3 separate regions of the Mus musculus genome follow, and all the other regions are linked to region 2. A link is a contact called in public Hi-C data. All regions are on one chromosome and are shown on one strand. The core of a region is the stretch at or near the end of the contact, and the rest is flanking DNA. Distances in the headings are between cores, read along the strand shown. Region 1 has its middle 34 kb from the start of Gm32026. Region 2 overlaps Gna14 (guanine nucleotide binding protein, alpha 14). Region 3 holds the start of Psat1 (phosphoserine aminotransferase 1).

Region 1 (2,816 bases), core at 168-2,667, 570 kb after region 2:
ACCCACCCCCTGTATTTTTCCTTGTACTTCAAAATCTTTCCTGTGGTTTTTCAGTTCACTTTCCTTTTATGATGTCTAGTCTGCTGCTAATGTCATTTGGTACATTTTTCATCCAAGCATTTTTATCTTATCTCTAGTTGTTTAATTTAACTGGGATCTCCCCCCCCCACCTCCATATATTTTCATTTCTTCCCAAAAATTCTATGTGTCTCCTTTTTATCCTAGTTTGGGTAATTTTATTTGCAGTGGTGCTTTACAGTTCTGACCTGTTGGGTTCATCGTCATTTGTGTTCCTAGGTATATGCGACATCACATTCGGACATCTCTGTATAGCTATTAATTTTCGATTTGAAGCTGAATTTTGTGAAATCTCTATTGTATTCCTTTAAAAATATCCACTTAGGGGTCACAGCCTTTGCCTCAAGCAAACCAGGTTCAGTCGTCCATCCTCAACAGGCCAATTAAAGGAGCCAAATTCATAGAGAGAAGCAGAGGGGGGAGGTTTACTCAGTAAATCTCGATGTGGTCATGCTGGGGAAAGGGACAGAGAGAGCCAGTGACTCTTGCAGTCTGTCTTCTTGAGTGACGTGGGGATATGGTTTAAATAAAACACAGTAGGTATTTATAAGGAAACAGACCAGCAAGGCACAGTGCTCTGACAACTTCCTACAAGCCGGTCTGCGGTGAAGCCCAGAAAATCCAGGTCCCTGATTCAACCTCAAATTCAAATTATATCTAAATCCTTGCATTTAGCTCAAACAACAAGGACAGAACCAATTGCTCTTAATAGTCCAGAATAGTCATATGCATTTATTAAAAAGGCATGCCAATCATAATTTTTAGAGCACAGGAGAGGGGGGGAGGGAGAGAGAGAGGGAGGGAGAGAGAGAGAGAGAGAGAGAGAGAGAGAGAGAGAGAGAGAGAGGTGGTGGTGGTGGTGGTACAGGCCTTCAATCTCAGCACTCAGGATACATAGACAGGCAGATCTCTAAGTTCGAGGCCAGCCTGGTCTACAGATTCCAGTACAGCCAGGGCTACACAGAGAAATTCTACCTTGAAAACAAACCAAGTAAAATAAAATAAAATAAAAATATATTTTTTAAATTAAGTAGCCAGACTTACTTCCTACCCAAAATTCCCTACTCCGGTATTTTGAGCTCCAGGAACAGAGACAGTGCGTCTTGCTCCACTGCTGTGTAAGGTCCTACCTCCCTACAACTCTCCCTACAGTGTACCAAGGTAGTAAAGCCATTGTTTTTCATAGATACCTAAATTACAGCAGAGTTCTCCTTAAATCTGGAGTTCTCTTGACTTACTTGAGCAATCTGGCATGTGACAGGAAAGGTTTGGGTCTCTATTGAGCCATTTGAGACACAGACACAAGGGTGTGGAGACACAAGGGTTTATGTAACTATGGAACGTGTCCAAGTTGGGAAGCTCTTTCCGCTGTGAACTCATCAACAGACTCACCCATTAATGGAGTTAGTGTCTTTGTAATTCAGTTACCTCTCAGTAAGAACATCAGACCAGAGCCAAGACTTCAACACAGCCTCTTAGGAAGGACACTTCATATCCAAGCCATAACCGAAAGATCTGGAAGGGGCTTCTTCCTCGGTAACAGTAATTTCCAGCTTTTGTCCCTAGACATTCTTCAGCTTGGAGCCACAGCTGCCACCTAGTGGTCATGGTGGAAACCACAGGCGACCAGAGAAACCGAAACCAACGCAGTGTACCTGCAAGCTTGGAGTAGCAAGGTCACATTTTAGTCGTACTCTGTTGCATGTAGCCGTACACATCTTCCCAGTACATCCATGCCAAGGTGGTATCAGGTAGCCTCATAGTGAACACAGCATCCTGATGACCAATGCTAGTGTAAACAGTCAAGTAACACCTCCCTTTTTGTTTTGCTTTTACTCGCTGGCTAATAGAGAACATTTCTTTTCGGGTAAGTTAAGTCAGCATTCTACCGCTTCTCTGCAGAGAGGTGGGCTGTGATGGCTGCTTTCCACATCAGACAGATTTATTTGTCTGGTACAAATGGCTCCGTGGTTAAGAGCATTTAGTGCTCTTGCAAAGGAACTGAGTTCAGTTCCCAGAACTCATGTCAGTCAACTCTCAACTGCCTGTAATTCCAACCCCAGGGAACCTGACACCCTCTTCTGATCTCTACTGGTACCTATAGTCATGCGCACACACACCCCAGACATGCACATAATTACATCCACAAAAGGAAAATAAAAATAAATATTATTAAAAGATTTTTAAAAAGACAATACATCTAGAAAAAAATGTAAAAACTAGAAATCCATAGTTGTTGTTGTTGTTTGTCTTTCTTTCTTTTTCTTTCTTTCTTTCTTTTTTTTTTTTTAGAGAAAACTGTAGTTGGCATTCTGCTGTGTTGGTTTTTCAGGGGAAAAAAAAAATCTAGAGGCCCTAAGATGCAGAAATGGAATTGAGGATAAAATGGAAAAGGGACTCAGCAAAGCGAGGTAAGGAAGTCATGGGAGAACCCGAGGGACCCAGAGATTGAGTGCTTTCTGAAGAGCAATATAGTGGGAATTGGTGGCCGGGAAGGGTGTGGCGGGCATCTGGGCACTGGCGACAGAGGAGGGTGTGGTGGAAGCTGGCGACAGAGGGAGGTGTGGTGGGCATCCAAGCAATGTTTTCCAGTTTGCACACGTTGCACAAATGGCTGGCCCTCTCTGCACTTGCTTTTCATGTGGGAAAAATAAAGACGTGCACCTTTTCAGATTCAGTGAACTTAAAAAATACCTGGGGCAGAGTTGATTTAACCCTCATAGGAACGGTTCATAAAG
Region 2 (2,779 bases), core at 131-2,630:
GCCGCTTCTGGGAGGAAACAGGAGAACCCACTAGCTTTTGGACAGAATGCTCATCTCATTGGGAGGCTAGCTTCCTCCCCTCTCTGCTGCCAGTCTAGCGTCTTAGTGGTTTCTTTCCTTCTCCCCCCACCCTGCCCCCCGACATCGTGCTTTTCTGCTGATGTAATTAGATCAATTGTGCCAAGCTGGATTGAACTGAGTGCTGCATGGGACAAATGTCTAGGCAAAGTCATTAAAAGCCATGGGCCTTAACGATGCCTTCCCTGACAGCTGCTTTGTCCAGTCCAAGCTAGTTCAGGAAGAGGCCAACATGTAAAAGGAACGGAGTGGGTTTGGGGAGTTTCGTGGTCCTGGGAGGAGGAACCAAACTGCAGGAGCATAAACAAGCTGCAACCCCAAGAAGTAAGCTGTGTGCTCAGTCACCTGTGGGTCACAGCCAGCCCTAGGGGACTCTTAAGAAAGAAGAAATGTTGTGATATCTCCAAGATAGTATGCGATAGAAATTTTGATGATGTTGATGGTTTAAATCTAAAGCTTTATGGATCCCAAATACATTAAGTGGTTGACTTTCTGAGAGGGTCAAATAAGCCAGCCGAGAGGCCTGTGTGCTGGTCTTGCAATGCCAATGTCTATCACTAGAGGGCACTACAAGATCGGCAACCAATTTAAGCAAAGCCTAAGCCCGCCTGCAGTTTCCAGAGGGATACAGAGAGGAAGAAAGCGGAAAAACCACAGGCAGGTGTGTTCTTTGCTTAAATCATAACCTCTGCTCCAAAACTTAGATCCGTTCCACTAAAGGAATCTCCAACTTAATTGGGTGAGAGAAGGTGGCTGCTAACCCCAAGGGACATCTGGGACAGAGAATTAGGGGAGAAGAGGCCAAGAAGCAGGCCAGGAGGTCAGGGGAAACACCCACCCACACACATCCTCACTCCCCCACCCACCCCCACCCACACCCCCTGCCTCTCTGCCTCCTGGGAAGTGAAGCCTTGCAGAGTTGGCTTAGCAGCAGCTGCCGGCTGAGTACTCACTATTTGGCAGAGTCTGACAGCTGGTACTCCCTCCTCCTGTCGTAACACTCCTGGATTCCGGGATCCAGCCACAGCTGCTTGATGGCTGCCACCTGGTCTCTAGAGAGTGCAGTGACCTTGTCTACTTCCACTTCCCTGATGATCTGGGCATTTTCCTGTCCAACGGAAAGGAAATACCACGTTGAGCACAGAAAAGCATGACAGATAAGGGGATGATCTGGGGTGGAGGGCTCTGACAGGTGCTGGGCTGTGCACAGCCAAACCCTCAGAAACCAGAAGACTAGGCGGGGTGATTTGGTTGCTCAGTCTAGAGACGTGAAACAGACCGCACTAGACCTGCGCCTCCAGTCCAGCAATAGCAGAGGCAGCTGCTCAGACCCGGCACCCAGGTGTGAACAGAGACACCCACGCCCTGTAGCCACTTTCACTTTTCCCACTTTCTGTTCATTCCAACATCTATGTAGCCAGCAATGGACATAAACTGTTGTATCAGTCACAAACCAGGATTGTTTGGTTAGAAGTGGACTGGCCCCAGGTGTAAGAACAGGGACACACTCTCTCTGTAAACGGAAAAATCAGTGCCAACTGTCACCCTGCCCTTTTTCTCCCTCTTAAGTTTTTTTTTTTTCCTTTTCTTTTTCTTTGTATTTCTTTGAAGTAGATTTTACTTTGTAGAGCAGCATTAAGATTCAGCAGAAATCTTCAGCTCAACAGAAAGTTCCCATATGCCAGCCACGTAGTCCTGTGCATCAATCAGCGCACAGTTCTTTCCCACCTAGGAACCACTCCCAGATCACCTGCTCTGCACGACAACTACTAGACAGTGTTTATTGTAGCTATTACTCCGTTAGCACACTAAGGATTACAGGCAGGAGCTCTGTGAGAGTGTATGCCCAGTGGATACTTCTCACTTGCAATCCTAGCGCATATCCATCGCACCTGAACCTCTGCATGTGATTCCTTCCACTGTCCTTAGCCAGAGAGCGTGATCCAGGGTCCTGGAGGGCCTTGAGTAGAGCATAGGTACTGTCCCCAACCTTCTGGCTTCCCATTGCCGCTCTGTTGTTTCCTCTTGCCCTATGACTGCCCTCTACCCTCTACATCTGAAGTGGCCATGTGCCTCTGTCTTCAAACAAGTCCGGGAAAACTCCACAAAAGCAGAGTAAAAAATCTCACTTGTGCTTTTATCCAAGAGTTCAGCTCCTTTTCTGCAAGCAGTTGGTGCTTTCTTTGATAATGTGAGCTCAATAAACACATGTGGCACATGTATCTATGTAGCATGTCAGAAATCCACAGCCATGGGATATGACTAGTGTGGGGAGACGCCTTGCAGAGAGGGGGGAGTCCACAGAGGAATCTGGGGATTCACGGTGGTGCCTCTCAGCCAGTTACCTCGCTAACTCCGCCCCTTCTTGCATGTCATGCACCATAGGCTGTTTTCTTAAATTTAACAATGAAGTCCAGCTTTGCTGTTGAGAATTAAAGCCAAACAGTTGACAGAGGACTGGGTGGGGCACTGCCATGCTACATGGCAGGGGGGGTGGGGGAGGATGAGGGGAATAGAGGGATGGGGGAGGGGGAAGGTTGGTCAGCATCAATGTATGCCCAGGAAGCAGATGAATAAAGTGAGCCTGCTGGTCTTAAGAGTCTCAGGGAGAAGCAGTCAGACTGGAAGACAGAAGAGTTTGGGAGCAAGCCAGCAGTTGCAGAAACATCACCGATGACCAGGCTCTCATAGAGAGTTCAGC
Region 3 (2,700 bases), core at 193-2,692, 670 kb after region 2:
TCCAGGACTAGGCCTAAGTTAAGCTCCAGACAACAGTTAAATCAGGTGAATAAAGTTTACCAAGTTCCTTTGTATAGTCCTGGCTGTCCTGGAATTTGCTCTGTAGATCAGGCTGGCCTTGAACTTAAGGCTTACCTCTACTTCTACCTCCCCAGTAAGACACCGCCTATCTCCAGCTATGTAAGTTTTTAAACTAAGGTGCTGAAGAAGGCCGTGGACCTGGCTTTATTCGGCCTTTTCTAACAATTTTGCTCTACTACTCCCAGACTCAAAGCAGTGTTTCTGTTCACAGCCACACCCCTTCTACAGGTTATGGGAAACAAACAAGAGCCCAAATGCTCAAAGGCTGAATTGCACGCCTGTCAAACTGAGGCCACAGATGCGGAGATCAGCATTAACGCTCAGTAGGCACGGTGCCTATTCCTGCCATCCATTGTACAAAAGAACTTGGGAAAATGTTTTCATAGTAAAGGAATCTGGGTGAAACTGCAAAGTAGAGGGAAAAATGCTTTTAAAATGTTCTGGACTTCAAAAGAACTACCCTAGCATAGAAGGGGCCTTCTTGTTCCAGAATCTCAAGCGAGCCTCCAGCACAACTCCTTTGAAAAGGGAACTTGTGTGGAAAAGTTTGAACAGATGTGGCACTGTGCCCAGCTCGGCTCAGGGCCACATTCCTCCGGCCCTGACTATATTGTGCTCCCGTTAATACCTCCTCACAACTTGAGGACCTCCTGCACAAGAGCCAACATTCAGGTTCCTGCTCCTCAGTTCATGAAAGAGATAATGAGAGAACAGAGACTCAGCGACTTGAAAGAGGCTGTCCGCGATGAGGGTGGGGGTGGCGGTAGGGGTGGGGTGGGGCTGCCCCCAAAGTTCGTAGCCACCCGTGGGGCAGTGAGCTAGAGCGCAAGTGCAAATACAAAGGCTTCGTATGTGATTTTTGAGACAGGGACCCTCCACGTAGTGTGGCTGGCCTCCACGTAGCTATCCTCCTGATTTACCCTGCTGGGATTATCAGGTGCACCAGGTCACAATCCTATGACCGCACTCTTCAACCATTTCTACACGCTGCACCTCCTTCTTTGAGTGTCCTGTCTCTACGTCGGAGTGTCTGTGAGGGTCTTAGGAAAGTCCGGTGAACAGTGGGGACTGGCTCTGGGACAAATGCAGCATAGCCCAGCTCAGCTGGAGGTGGGCCAGGAGCAATGGGTTTGCGCGCCACCTCGAAGTTGTTCAGAGGCCAGGGCAGGGGACTCTGCGCCCAGAGGTGCGCGAAGGCAGAAGGCACCTCGCCACGCGGGTGGCTGGTGCAATCCCCTGCTCTCTTGCGTTGACCGCTAAAGCCGATTGAAATTCTAAACTCCAGGAGGAGTTGATTGATCGTAGACTCCGATAGTGAGCGTGGCCAATAGGGAGGGGAGCTTCTGAGCGAGAGCCAATCAGTGAGCGGCCTGAGACAGCGAACCAATGGAGCGCCGACTCAGCAGGCTGAAGCCCGCTCTGCCTTTGCATCCGGAGACGCGGGCTGTTCGCGTGGTCTCTGCTCCTGCCACTTCCCCTGCTGTCGCCTTAGCACCATGGAAGCCACCAAGCAAGTGGTTAACTTTGGGCCCGGGCCTGCCAAGCTGCCACACTCGGTAAGGTGGCTGGGGTTTGGTCGGAGTGCGGGCATCGGGATGTGGGGCGTCGGGATGCGGGTGTTGAGATACAGACAGCGGTGAGCAGGGATGCCGCCGTGGAGAGATAGTTGCTGAGGCCGAAATGCGCTCCTGTGCACAGACGCGGGCGTTCACTTCCAGCCGGCCTCCTGGTGGCGTGGCCTCTGCGGCTCCCGCGTGCACAGGCGAGCGTAGGAGTGTGAATGAATGGGCGGTCGGGGCGGCACGTTTCCTTCCGGGGAGCGCAGGCTAAGCTCCGGGCGCTGGGAGCATAGTCCTCAGAACTCGGAAATTGAAAGCTGCCGGCTTCTCCCTCTTCGCCTCCACCGAACCCACCCAGCCCTTAAGCCTTTCTCCTGGAAACCTGCCTGTCTCCTCAGACTCTGAAAGGCTTTGGTCTGTTTGGCCAAGTTCCATTCACTTGATCGGTGTGTCATCCCGTCCCATCCTGCACGGGTTCCTCCCGCACCCCAGCTGTGCGGAATGAGATGCCTCTCGTGGCCGGGAGCCCATGGACCAGCTGTCCAAGCTGCTATCTGGTAACCGCTTGCCACAGCTCGCAGGCATGGCCAAGAATTGTACAATTATCTTTTGTTGAACCCTGGCGATCTCCCCGGGACACCACGGTCTCTGTTGGGGTAGAAACAGGATAGTGTGAGAGAGGGAAAGACGCCTTTCTTTTGTAGGGACAGCGACACAAGCTGAGAACAGGGCTTTTTCTGCAGCCATTGCAGTTCATCTTACATGACGGTCTTTGGTAGAACTGTGGGACCTTCTGGGAGATCTCCCCCACCCCCATCCCTCTCTGTTTTGGAAAGCTCTGGGTTTTTTGTTTGTTTGTTTGTTTGTTTGTTTTGTTTTGTTTTTGCCAGGTTAGGTAAGGCAGTGTCTCTCAGTACAGGCTAGCCTAGAATTTACTTTGTACCGCACGCTGGTTTTGAACTATTCCTGCCTCCACCTCCCAAGAGAGCAGTGTCTTACTTAGGGTTACTATTGCTGTGATGAAACACTGTGGCCAAAAGCAACTAGTGGAAGGAAGGGT

What was found. Hi-C and Micro-C count contacts between places; a contact is called where the count stands out from the background.
Region 1: a Hi-C map of cerebral cortex shows a contact between it and region 2, with 8 times the contacts expected there. A contact is called at or near these places in 13 of 484 Hi-C or Micro-C datasets (the N1E-115 cell line, bone marrow-derived macrophages, cerebellar granule neurons and 9 more) and 6 of 130 datasets of targeted methods (the NIH/3T3 cell line, embryonic basal ganglia, large pre-B cells and 2 more).
Region 3: a Hi-C map of the N1E-115 cell line shows a contact between it and region 2, with 4 times the contacts expected there. A contact is called at or near these places in 1 of 484 Hi-C or Micro-C datasets (the N1E-115 cell line), 3 of 130 datasets of targeted methods (astrocytes, bone marrow-derived macrophages and memory CD8 T cells) and 2 of 9 other capture datasets (liver and macrophages).

The regions. Positions count from the first base shown.
Region 1 is chr19:16,028,267-16,031,082 of GRCm38.p6, reverse strand. No RefSeq gene overlaps it. Among named protein-coding and RNA genes, the nearest start is that of Gm32026, 34 kb to the left of the region's middle.
Region 2 is chr19:16,597,347-16,600,125 of GRCm38.p6, reverse strand. It overlaps Gna14 (guanine nucleotide binding protein, alpha 14), which reads right to left. Exons shown (of 7, transcript NM_008137.4): 3 at 1,032-1,186. Among named protein-coding and RNA genes, the nearest start is that of Gm41811, 15 kb to the right of the region's middle.
Region 3 is chr19:15,923,801-15,926,500 of GRCm38.p6, reverse strand. It overlaps Psat1 (phosphoserine aminotransferase 1), which reads left to right and starts at 1,442. Exons shown (of 9, transcript NM_177420.2): 1 at 1,442-1,637. The coding sequence starts at 1,578.